Linked DNA regions of Mus musculus: region 2 is linked to region 1. The links are chromatin contacts, called in public Hi-C maps. All regions are on one chromosome and are shown on one strand. The core of a region is the stretch at or near the end of the contact, and the rest is flanking DNA. Distances in the headings are between cores, read along the strand shown. Region 1 has its middle 89 kb from the start of Gm31066. Region 2 holds the start of Gli3 (GLI-Kruppel family member GLI3).

The links. A called contact is a pair of places that touch in the nucleus more often than the background predicts.
Region 2: a contact with region 1 is called in a Hi-C map of uterus, with 6 times the contacts expected there. The contact joins the promoter of Gli3 here to the enhancer-like site in region 1. A contact is called at or near these places in 1 of 39 promoter capture datasets (cranial neural crest), 2 of 484 Hi-C or Micro-C datasets (stem cell-derived neural stem cells and uterus) and 2 of 115 datasets of contacts at active chromatin or transcription factors (cardiomyocytes and embryonic limb bud).

What each region holds. Positions count from the first base shown.
Region 1 is chr13:15,105,962-15,110,864 of GRCm38.p6, reverse strand. It overlaps the pseudogene Gm9512. Among named protein-coding and RNA genes, the nearest start is that of Gm31066, 89 kb to the right of the region's middle. Within about 2 kb of position 3,009, at least 18 of the 459 cell types and tissues checked have an H3K27ac peak or open chromatin away from gene starts, as enhancers often do. A contact at or near this core is called in uterus, where this site is marked.
Region 2 is chr13:15,461,039-15,465,941 of GRCm38.p6, reverse strand. It overlaps Gli3 (GLI-Kruppel family member GLI3), which reads right to left and starts at 2,219. Exons shown (of 15, transcript NM_008130.3): 1 at 1,831-2,219. It overlaps Gm6556 (a long non-coding RNA gene), which reads left to right and starts at 1,324. Exons shown (of 1, transcript XR_001780862.2): 1 at 1,324-4,903.

The DNA of each region.
Region 1 (4,903 bases), core at 1,760-4,259:
CACTAGAAGGCACTATCATAGCACAAGTCCTCATACTCTGGCTCTTAAAACACTTTTTTTCACTCTCTTCTACAATGTTCCCTGAGCCTTAGGTATAGGGCTTGTATATAAGATGTGTTCATTGGGGTTAGGCATTCCAACATGCCACTGTCAGTTACACTCTTCATTTTAACCAGTTGTAGCTTTCTGTGATGGTCCCTGTCCACTGCAAAAAGGAGGTCCTTAGAGGTGATAAACTTATCTGTGGATATAAGAATAAGTATTTAGAATACAATTGGAAATTATACCTGCTTAGGAAAGTAAAAGTAGTAGGCTCTCACCTGCCTTATAGTCACTAGGTTTATAGTGTCAGGCATGAGTTCCCTCCTATTGAGAAGGCTTCAAGTCCAATTAGATAGTTATTGATTACCCCACAAATGTAAGCGCCACTACTCCACCCTGGGGAATATCTTGTCATGCTGCACATTGTAGTCTGTAAGCTTTATAGCTGGGTAAGACTGTTACTTGCCTTTTCCCTTGGTAGCTTGAAAAGTCCCTTTAGATACTATGAGAGCTAACTCTCAGGGAGGAGGATTCTATGTCAATTCCAGCTCCATTCTTCCATGTCCCCTGTCCAAGTTATATGGTGTCTTCAGCCATGTAGTTCTGCCTTTGATTTCAGGAAGGCAAGTAGAACACTAGCCTGTATTGTTTTATGAGTCTCTTAGACACTTCTGTCCAACAACTCAACGGGAGGTTTCCTAGGCTGGGCACTACAATTTCAGTGGATACTGCTTCTACTTTATTTGAGAAGTAGGGGTTAAAAAATGCTTTTATTTTATTGAATACTATTTGGCTAGAAATTGGTTAAATTATTTTCTAACTGTATTCCAGAAAAAGGTTTTGTAAAATTTATATACATTATGAAAAGACATGGAAACATTAATAGTTGAGAAAGTCTTTAATATGTTCATTAATTCCTTGATAATTTTGTCTAATGTATTTTGATCATATTTACTTTTTGCTCAACTCATCTCAGGCTCATCCTATTTCCCTATCCATCTGAATTTGTCTCCTTTTGGTTTTCTTTTTCTTTTTTTAATCCATCAATTCTAACTTGTGCTACTCACATATTATTGGATGCCTGGCATGGTCAAGTTCTCAGGGGTAACAGTCTCACAGGAAACTAACTCTCTCAGAAGCTATTCAGCTCAGGGTGGAAACTCACATTTATGTCCCAATCCATGCTGAGGTTTCATCTGTCTTGAGCTTGTGCATGCTGTCATAAACACCACGAGCTCATATGTAAAGCTCTCCTGTGGTGTCTAGAGGATACTGCATTCTTGTTTTCATCTACCACCTATGGCTCTTTAAGTTTTTCTGCCACAATTCCACAATAGACCTTAAGTCTTGAGAAGAGGAGGTGTGGCATAAATGTCCCCTCTAGGATGGGCATCAACTTATTCTCTCCACCTTGGTCAGTGACTTTTCGTGTTTTTCAACATCTACTGCAAATAGAACCTTCTCTGGTGAGGGTTAAGAATGCATTAATATACAGTGTCACAAATAAGTCATTATAAGTTAGTTTAATACTATGTCTATTTGTCAAAACAACAGCAGAAGTTTCTCTCTTAGGGTCTATGATTTGTCTAGCTGTATGTTCTTGGCCTGACAATGGTGCCGCATATAAGTTTCATCTTGTGGAGTAGGATATAAATCCAATCAGAAAGTGGTTATCTAATTTCTACAACTGCACAAAACATTCTCACCAGAGTTCAGGACTAGCCTGTTTAAAACACAAGCCTGTCTGCGTGGTAGTGTACACTAGGAGGACATTGTGGGGGAAGGGGGACAGACATTTTAGATTCAAATAACAGTGGGATGCCACTGTATCTTATACTAGAAGGTATCTTATAAACTTCCAACTTCTTGTAATACAAGTCTCACGAAGATTCACATAAGTATTTCACTACTGCCAAATAGCTTTTTGTAGGGGGTGAGGCAGCTGTCTGTGTTCAACAGGCATGTCTTATTTTCAATAGATCTCTTAATTCAGGTTCCTTTCTACTCAAGAGATCAAATACACTCATGTTCAAGTCTCAAAGCCTATTGGAAGAACTCTCAGAGTTATGCATTTAAGGTTATTTCTTCTTGGTTGCCATGGTTTGCCAGGGCTCATAATGACACAGTAGAAAATAACTTCCTGTATCTAACAGAGTACATTATCTTGCTATGTTCGTTAGAAATTGAGATCATGCCACATTTATGTGGAAATACAGTTTTCTAGTTGTCAAAATTTTTCTGGCTCCCTTCCTTGGCTAAGAAATCTTAATTGATACAGAGCAGAGCACACCACTAAAGTAAAAAAGAAAACCTCACTGAATTCTGCTTACATGACAATGCTGGCTACTTCTTGAGTTTATATAAAATATGAATCTGTCATATTAACGCTGGAAAAACAAATGCATTTAAAATTCTCAGGCTTTATAGGGAGTCTGTTGCTGCTTTTGGCTCTGTGGTATTTCTCTGAATTCTTTGGAACAAAGCCCCCAACTTTACATCTTTCAAAGAAGGGATTTGAACTAAAAGCAGTCTTCTTAGCTTCTCAGGGTTCACAGGGTGCCCCCTTTTTTTTCATGAAGATCCCTCGAGAGTCACAATCATTTGATGATGTTTTTGGGTCATTTACCTAAACTCAAAGACAGAAAGTCTTAATACAACTTGCTTTGTTTAACAAAGAAGGCTTTGTTTTCCAAGCCTCCGTGGCTTTGGTGACCTGGAAAATCTTATTATCCAGATGAGAAGAGAAAAATCTACTCCCAACTCTAGGACACGGCAGCTCCTTGGAGGCTTGTGGGGAGCTTCTCAATTAGGGAGCTGAGCTAAACATGTCAGGGCTGGCACATTGGACCCAGGGTCCTCTCACCCTTCATCCAGCGTTGCTGGGTTAAGGTATCCTTAAGCTCTCTGTCAAAATAGCATGAGTTCAAGAGACTCACTTCCTGACCTCAAGACAGGAATGGAGGGGGAGGCTAACGCAGCCTGGGAGTAGCTGGATCAGGGAGAGATGACTGTGCTATCTAAACAGGGATTTGGATTGAGCAGAGGCCGGCTTTAAACAACTTTCCTCTAACAAACTAGCATGGCTAAACAGAACTGTAAAAGCATTTTCTTTACCCTTTGTCCTTGATTTCAAAAGGAGCAAAATGTGCTCCGCTTTGCTCCCTTTCCCTCTTATCTAAGAGGGAAAAGACTTTTAAACTCCAGACCTCCAGGAATATCGCTGCAAAGCTTTTGCAGTGCCCTGATAGTGTGTCTGAAAGAAATAAAGCACAGGTGGTGGCAATGCTCCAATCTCCAAAGCTGTCTGGGCATTTTAGGATGCCGCTGTTCTGAAGGTGAAGCCAGGAGGTGTTGCCTGCACTTGGAGGACTCTGAATATCAAACTGAAAGTACCACAAACTGAGGTCGTAGAAAATGAAAATGATCGCTTCATCAGGGATTCTTAGACAATACTAGCATCTTCAAATTCATTATCTTAGTTTCTTTTCTCTTACTGAAACAGGATTGTGAGAACTTAAGGAAATAGACTTGCTTTATCTCATGTTTCTATGAATTCAAGGGCAGGGCACCAGCAGATCTCAGGTAGAAAGGAGAAGGATAATGGTACTGGAATAGAAATGTTTGAGGTATGACCTTGTGTCACAACAACCCACTTTAAAGTTTATTTATGCTACTGTTTGAGAGTGTGAACTCAATTGTTTTCTGAGGGCCTTGCTTTCCCTACATTCAAACTCCTCTCACAGACCTGCTTCCCAACAGTGAGCACCGAGAAACTGAACCCTAATGTGTGTTCAATGGGCACAAGCCTTATTGAAACTTGAACATGTATTTAAAAAACATCTTAGAGGTAAGACTTTATCAACTCTTGCTGTTCTGTCCCATGTAAAAGAAAACGTCTCGAAACGTTGTTTGTAATCTAACTACACTCTCTATTCATACTGAACCTCTCAAACCTATCAGAATTGAATAACAGTGAGCATAGTTGTGCATGCCTGTATTCCTGCCATTGACAAGACTGAGGCAGGAGGATGGTGAGCTTCAGGTCGCTATAAGCTATGTGCCAATAGCCTCCTCTAAAGATGGAGTTTTGACAATAGCTGTAAATTGGAAATGGAGCACCACATTGGGACCTGGGTGCTTGCCTCATATTCATGCCCAGGTTTTCTATTGCATACAAGGACATAAATCTGACTGATGATAGTAGGGCTATACAATGGAAGGAACTCTACAACGCTTTCCCTTTTTGGCAATATTTCCTGAGCCGTAAACACATGAGCTGTGATGTGTGGATCTACCACTTGGGGCTGGGCTCCACCATGATGGGTTGATTTCTACACTTTTTCCTGTTGTGTTTTTCTGTGATGGTCTCTATTTGTTTTAAAGAGAGGCTTCTCTGAGGAGGGATGGTAGCTATACTTATCTGAGAATATAGTGGTAAGATTTAGAATGTAGTAAAAATTATACCAGTCAAGAGAACTGGTGGTGAATAGCCTGTGTTCTAAGATTTATGACCTCACTAACCTCAGTAAGCTGGCTAGCTTTCCAGTACCAGAAATGGATTCCCTCCTGTTTGGTGGGACTGAAGTCCAATTAAACAGTTGCTGGTTGCAACTGACATGTGAACACCACTTATTGTACCTTTATAGTTCATCCTTATAGCAATTGTAATTGTATATATTCCTACTTGCTTTCACTTTTGTATGAACTAGTCAACAAACACTGATCAAACCTTTGCATTTAGATCTTTGTCTCTTTAGGTTCTTTAAAATGAAGCAGTTTCTTAGTTTGTGCAGGCTATCTGTCCAAATTGGTTTATTTCTTACTTCTTTGCAATTATATTTCCATCATATATTTGTGCAGA
Region 2 (4,903 bases), core at 970-3,469, 360 kb before region 1:
GAAGTGATTCTGAGGTTATTTCACTATTTTAAAACAGCATTTTCCTGCTTCAAAATAATCTTGACACGTGTAATTAAGAAACTGTCAGACTATTATTAATTTTTAATTTAAAACCCAAATGAAATAATTACAGGAATCAATCAATAAGGCACCTATTCAAATTACAGAGCAATTACATAAATACTCAAAATTAATACTTTAGGCCAGTTCTTGAAGAATTCAGTCTATAACTCGTGAAGACATCAAACAGTGCAAGCTTGTGACATGAGAACGAAGGAAAGGTTTCCCCTAAAATAGACTAAAATGAGATTATTTCAGATGGCAGAGCACAGTTCCCCTTCCCCCAGCCATGCCCAATGCTCTCAAGCTGCAACTCTTTTTCTAGAAGTTATTTCCACCAGACACATATTTCAGGAAAAGAAAGAAAGAAAGAAAGAAAGAAAGAAAGAAAGGAAGGAAGGAAGGAAGGAAGGAAGAAAGAAAGAAAGAAAGAAAGAAAGAAAGAAAGAAAGAAAGAAAGAAAAGAGAAGCAAGCTAGCTAACCAGCCTGCCGGCCTCATCCAAGTTCTGCACAAAATCATTTAGAAAGGGGAGTGGGGGGTTAATCACTTGAATGTTCAGCAGAGTGCACGTACTGGGCTGTGAAAAGCTGTAATTGAGGAGGAGAAGGAGAGGAAAAGAAGGGCACGAGGTGTTTTTGGAACTAATAATACCAGCGGGGCTAATGGCACTGCCCCTGTATTTGCACAGCGGCCGGCCCTCCATACCTCGGACTAAAGAGTTCTTTTACTTGAGGACGACAGTCCATCATTTCAAACTGAAGTGGCAGCTGGAAAATGTGGAACAGCTGGCACAGAGCTGGGAGAAAATGTTTTACATAAATATATGTACATATAAACTGGCAGAGGGCCATGAGCACTGTACCCAAGGCCAGAATCTACAACCAAGTTGGGGGAGGAGAAAGGGTAAACGCGGTGCAGGAAACTTCCCTAAGTGGTCTTTACACACACACAGCCAAGAAAGCCTGGGGGGAGGGGGGGTATGGCTTGGTACTCAAAAAGGTGCACTCCGGGACACAGGCACAAAGTTCACAGAAGGATACTAAGTTCATCAAAGGATAATAAGCAAAGGCCGGGCCGAGTGTGAGGGCATGTGGCCATCTGCTGAAAAGTCGCTTCACCAACTATTCAAATGTATGATCAATATTAACTCTGCCACATCCTCGGGGTCCCACTGCAACTCCAGAAAGTTAAGTGTCCCCAGCAGAGTAGAGTGATCCGTACCCAACTCTGCTCTGTGCAAATTCGGCCTCTTGGTTACCGCAAGGGCCACGGCTACTTTTCTTTCTTTCTCTTTTCTTTCTTTCTGCTCTACCTCTGGAAAGGAAGAGACAGAGTTCCAAATCACGCACAGATGGCACAACTTTCACTTTTCCTCTCCCACCGCGGAGGCGCGCCCTCCATCCGCTCACCCCGCACCCCCACCCTCAGAAGTGAAGGCGGGACCCTGGAGAGCGGGGCAGCGGCGGCTCGGCGCATCCCCAGGCGCTGCGCGCAAGCCAAGCTGCGGCTTGCGGGGGCGCGAGGACCAGCCGCAGCTCCGGACTCCCGGAGCTCTGCGCAGCACTTGGCGAGAAGTAGGCACGGACGCCGCCGCTGCAAACTTGGTCCGCGCGCCCTGGGGCAGGAGCTCTGCAGTCCGGAGAGCCGAGACCCGATCCCCGAGAGCGCGGGAAGGCGCGAGCGCACACAAGCCGCTCCGACGCCGCCGGGAAGCTCGACAGGGAGGGCTGCGGGGCCCGCAAAACAAAGAACTTCAGGCGGGACGTACCTGCGGCTTTGGCTGTCAGGTCCCAAATCCACAGACCTGCGCCGGCGGAGCGGCAGGCGGACTCGGGCTACCGTGGATGGCCTGACTGATCCCAGCGTGCGGCCCCGGCGGGCATGGTGTGGCGTGGGCCGGCGACGGGGCGAGCGGGCGAGGAGGGGAGCGGCGGGCGGGCGGACGAGTGTGCGGGCGCCGGCGGTGCGGCCCGGTCCGCTCCCTCCCGCCGCTGCAGCCCGCGCATCAGTTTCAGGGATCCTGTAATCTGATCCCTCTGAGTCACCGGCCCTGAGTGACAGTTCTGATTTGGTTCAACCGCGGGTGGGAGGAGAAAGAGAAAGAAAGGAGCCCCCCGACCGTCAAGTCGACTTTTCAACGACTAAGGGCCCGTCCAGGCCGAGCGCCCCGGTTGCAAAAGTTGAGCTCCGCCGCGCGCGCCCTTCGCGCTCCCCTCCGCGCGCTCCTGCGCTCCTCCTCCTCCCCGCCCTCCTTCCCCAAGTTTTCACAGATGTGGTCAGACTCTGCTCTCCTTCCCGGCTCCTTCTTCCCTCGCGCGCCCCCACCCCCGCCCCGTCCCTCTAATTTCCGCCACTCGGAGGAGCGCTGGGGGGGACGCGCCGAGCCGCGGGACGACGCCGCCGCCGCCGCCGCCGCCGCCGCCGCAGGGGGCGAAGTTGGTTTAAAAACTTGGGAAGACTGCTCGCCTTACTTTGCTTTCCCGCTCCTTTCCAGGCCGCGCCCGGCGGGGTCCCGCTCCGCGCGCGCGGATCCCAGGGCGCTGCGCTGAGGGGCGGCACTGAGGCCGCGCGTCGGGCCGGGCAGGGCTGGCGCGGGCAGCCGGGAGCCACGCGCTCCACCGCCTCCGCCCCTCCCGGGTCCTCACACAGACACATCCAGGCCTGCTCCTCCTCTTCCCCCTCCTTGACCCCGCGCCCGCGCGGCGCGCCAGGCCCCACCCACCCGGCAGGAGGAAGGGGCCCGCGGGTGATGTCACCCGAGCCCTCCAGGCCTGCGCTCCCGCGCAGCCGAGCAGCCGGGGCTCGCGCGCTGCCGGGCGCTTCGCCCATGCCGCCTCTCTTCGCCCCCCCCCCCCCCAACTCCGCTCTCGGGCTGGACTCCCCTTCCTTCTCTAGAGACCTCTCAGATCGCCACTGCCCCACCCCCGCACACCTCCTGGTACTTTTCCCTAGGCCAAGCCTGAAACTTCCTCTCGCGGGATGATGCTTTTGAAAGTTGAAGACTTTCCTCCCCGTTGCGTTAAACTCCGTTTGGGACGTCTCGCCGTACAGCCTACTGTCCCCGTGGGCCACTTTGCAAAGAACACAAAGACCCGAGCTGGGAACCGGGACTTGAGCTGAGAACCCTGACTTGCACGGGGTTCTTTTCCTTAAGATGCAGAGTGCCTGTCCTTGGTTTCTTTTAAAAGACCCATGTTACTTCAACGGGCCAGTGCACTCATCTCTCTCTCCCCATCCAGGTACTCACCCCAACCTGTTACTTGAAAGGGAGGATTTCAAGGGGGTGGAAGAAAGAAGAAAACCCAAGAGACATTCCAGAATACCGGAGTAAGCAGTTGGCCCACCAGGAGTGCCTTGGTGCTCAGGGTGCTCTGTGGCAGCCGTCTTGAAGGCAGAGTGGGTGGATGAATAGCTATAATAATTTGAAGAACATTTTGAAATTCACGTGCTAAACTGGGGAAAATTTTTAACGGAATTGACAGTGTATTCGTTATTTGTTTCTGGTGACTTGTTGCTTATGACAAAGACAAAAGCAGAGAGTGACTTAAGCTTTCAGTGTGGGGCTCCAGACACTTCTTAGCCATTTTTAAGCTTTCTCTCCGCTACAACACTCTGTAAGGCAAAGAGTGAAACATCCTTCACTCATCTCGGAGTGCAGGAATATCAACAGAGGTAGCCCCAACCCTCCCCTCAGTAACTGGCCCCAGGCCCCAGAGTATTCCCTCAGCCTCTGTAGACTCTGAGCCCACAGTAGATGAGCGAGAAAATGCAGTCCTCCTAAGTCCCGGGACGGCTATGGATCTCCAGTGAGATTATACCTGCAAAGTTATAAAAGACGACATCGTGTGTGAGAACTATTTTCCTTTTTGGTATTTCAAGTTAGTCAGAGGGATGGTGTGTTTCATTAATGTCAGATACATTGTTTCTGGCATTTGGGGCTGCTGCTGCCTCCACCGCGAGAATGTAAATACTGCATCCTGATAGTTTTCTCTGCTTATCCAGTGGCAAAAGGGACAGCCCATAAATCACCGGGCATAAAATATAAATTTTGACTTTTACTTCTTACAGTCTCGCAGCACATTCTGAGTCATAAAGATCTTGATTTGGGGTTCTAAAAAACACTGGAACAAAGAAAAACATTGCAAAGCTTCCTTCCCACCACGCTATCAGAACTTAGCTAATAACCAAGAAGGAACTCCGCTTTGCATCCTAAACTTTGATTCCCTCACCTTAGGAGAGGTGGGCAACTCAGATTGGCTGACAAACGCATGCACGTGAACATGGTTTACAGAAATGGTAAAGAAAAAAAAAAAATTGCCTCGCTGTGAGTTAAATAATGTCATGGAGTTTCAATACATGTTAGCTTCATAACTCTTTTGCCCAGGGAAATCTTGGATACAAATCCCAAAATGAAACAAGAGGAATTCTTGAAGGTGGGGTGTCCTTAAAATTGGAACCTTAAATCTTATGCATCACCCACCTCCTGTCCTGCAGAGGCTCCTAAGTTATCTCTTAACTCAGTAGAGGGACTTCTGTTAATTAAGGAGCCATTAGGTAGGATGCATAGGGAAGAGACTGTTCCTTAATCCATCTGAATCCCACTCTTATACAGTCATTCCTGCCTTACCTCATCACTAGTCATTTCAACTACAAATCTCTTGGGAAATTTTAATGTCATAAGTCCTCTATGTTAGTTTTTTTTGTCAACTTGACACTACCTAGAGTCATTTGGGAAAAGGGACATTCAATTGAGAAAATATTCCATAAGATTCACCTATAGTAAATTTTTTGATTAACAGTTGATGTGAGAGGGCCCAGCCCACTACGGGGCAGTTTCACAC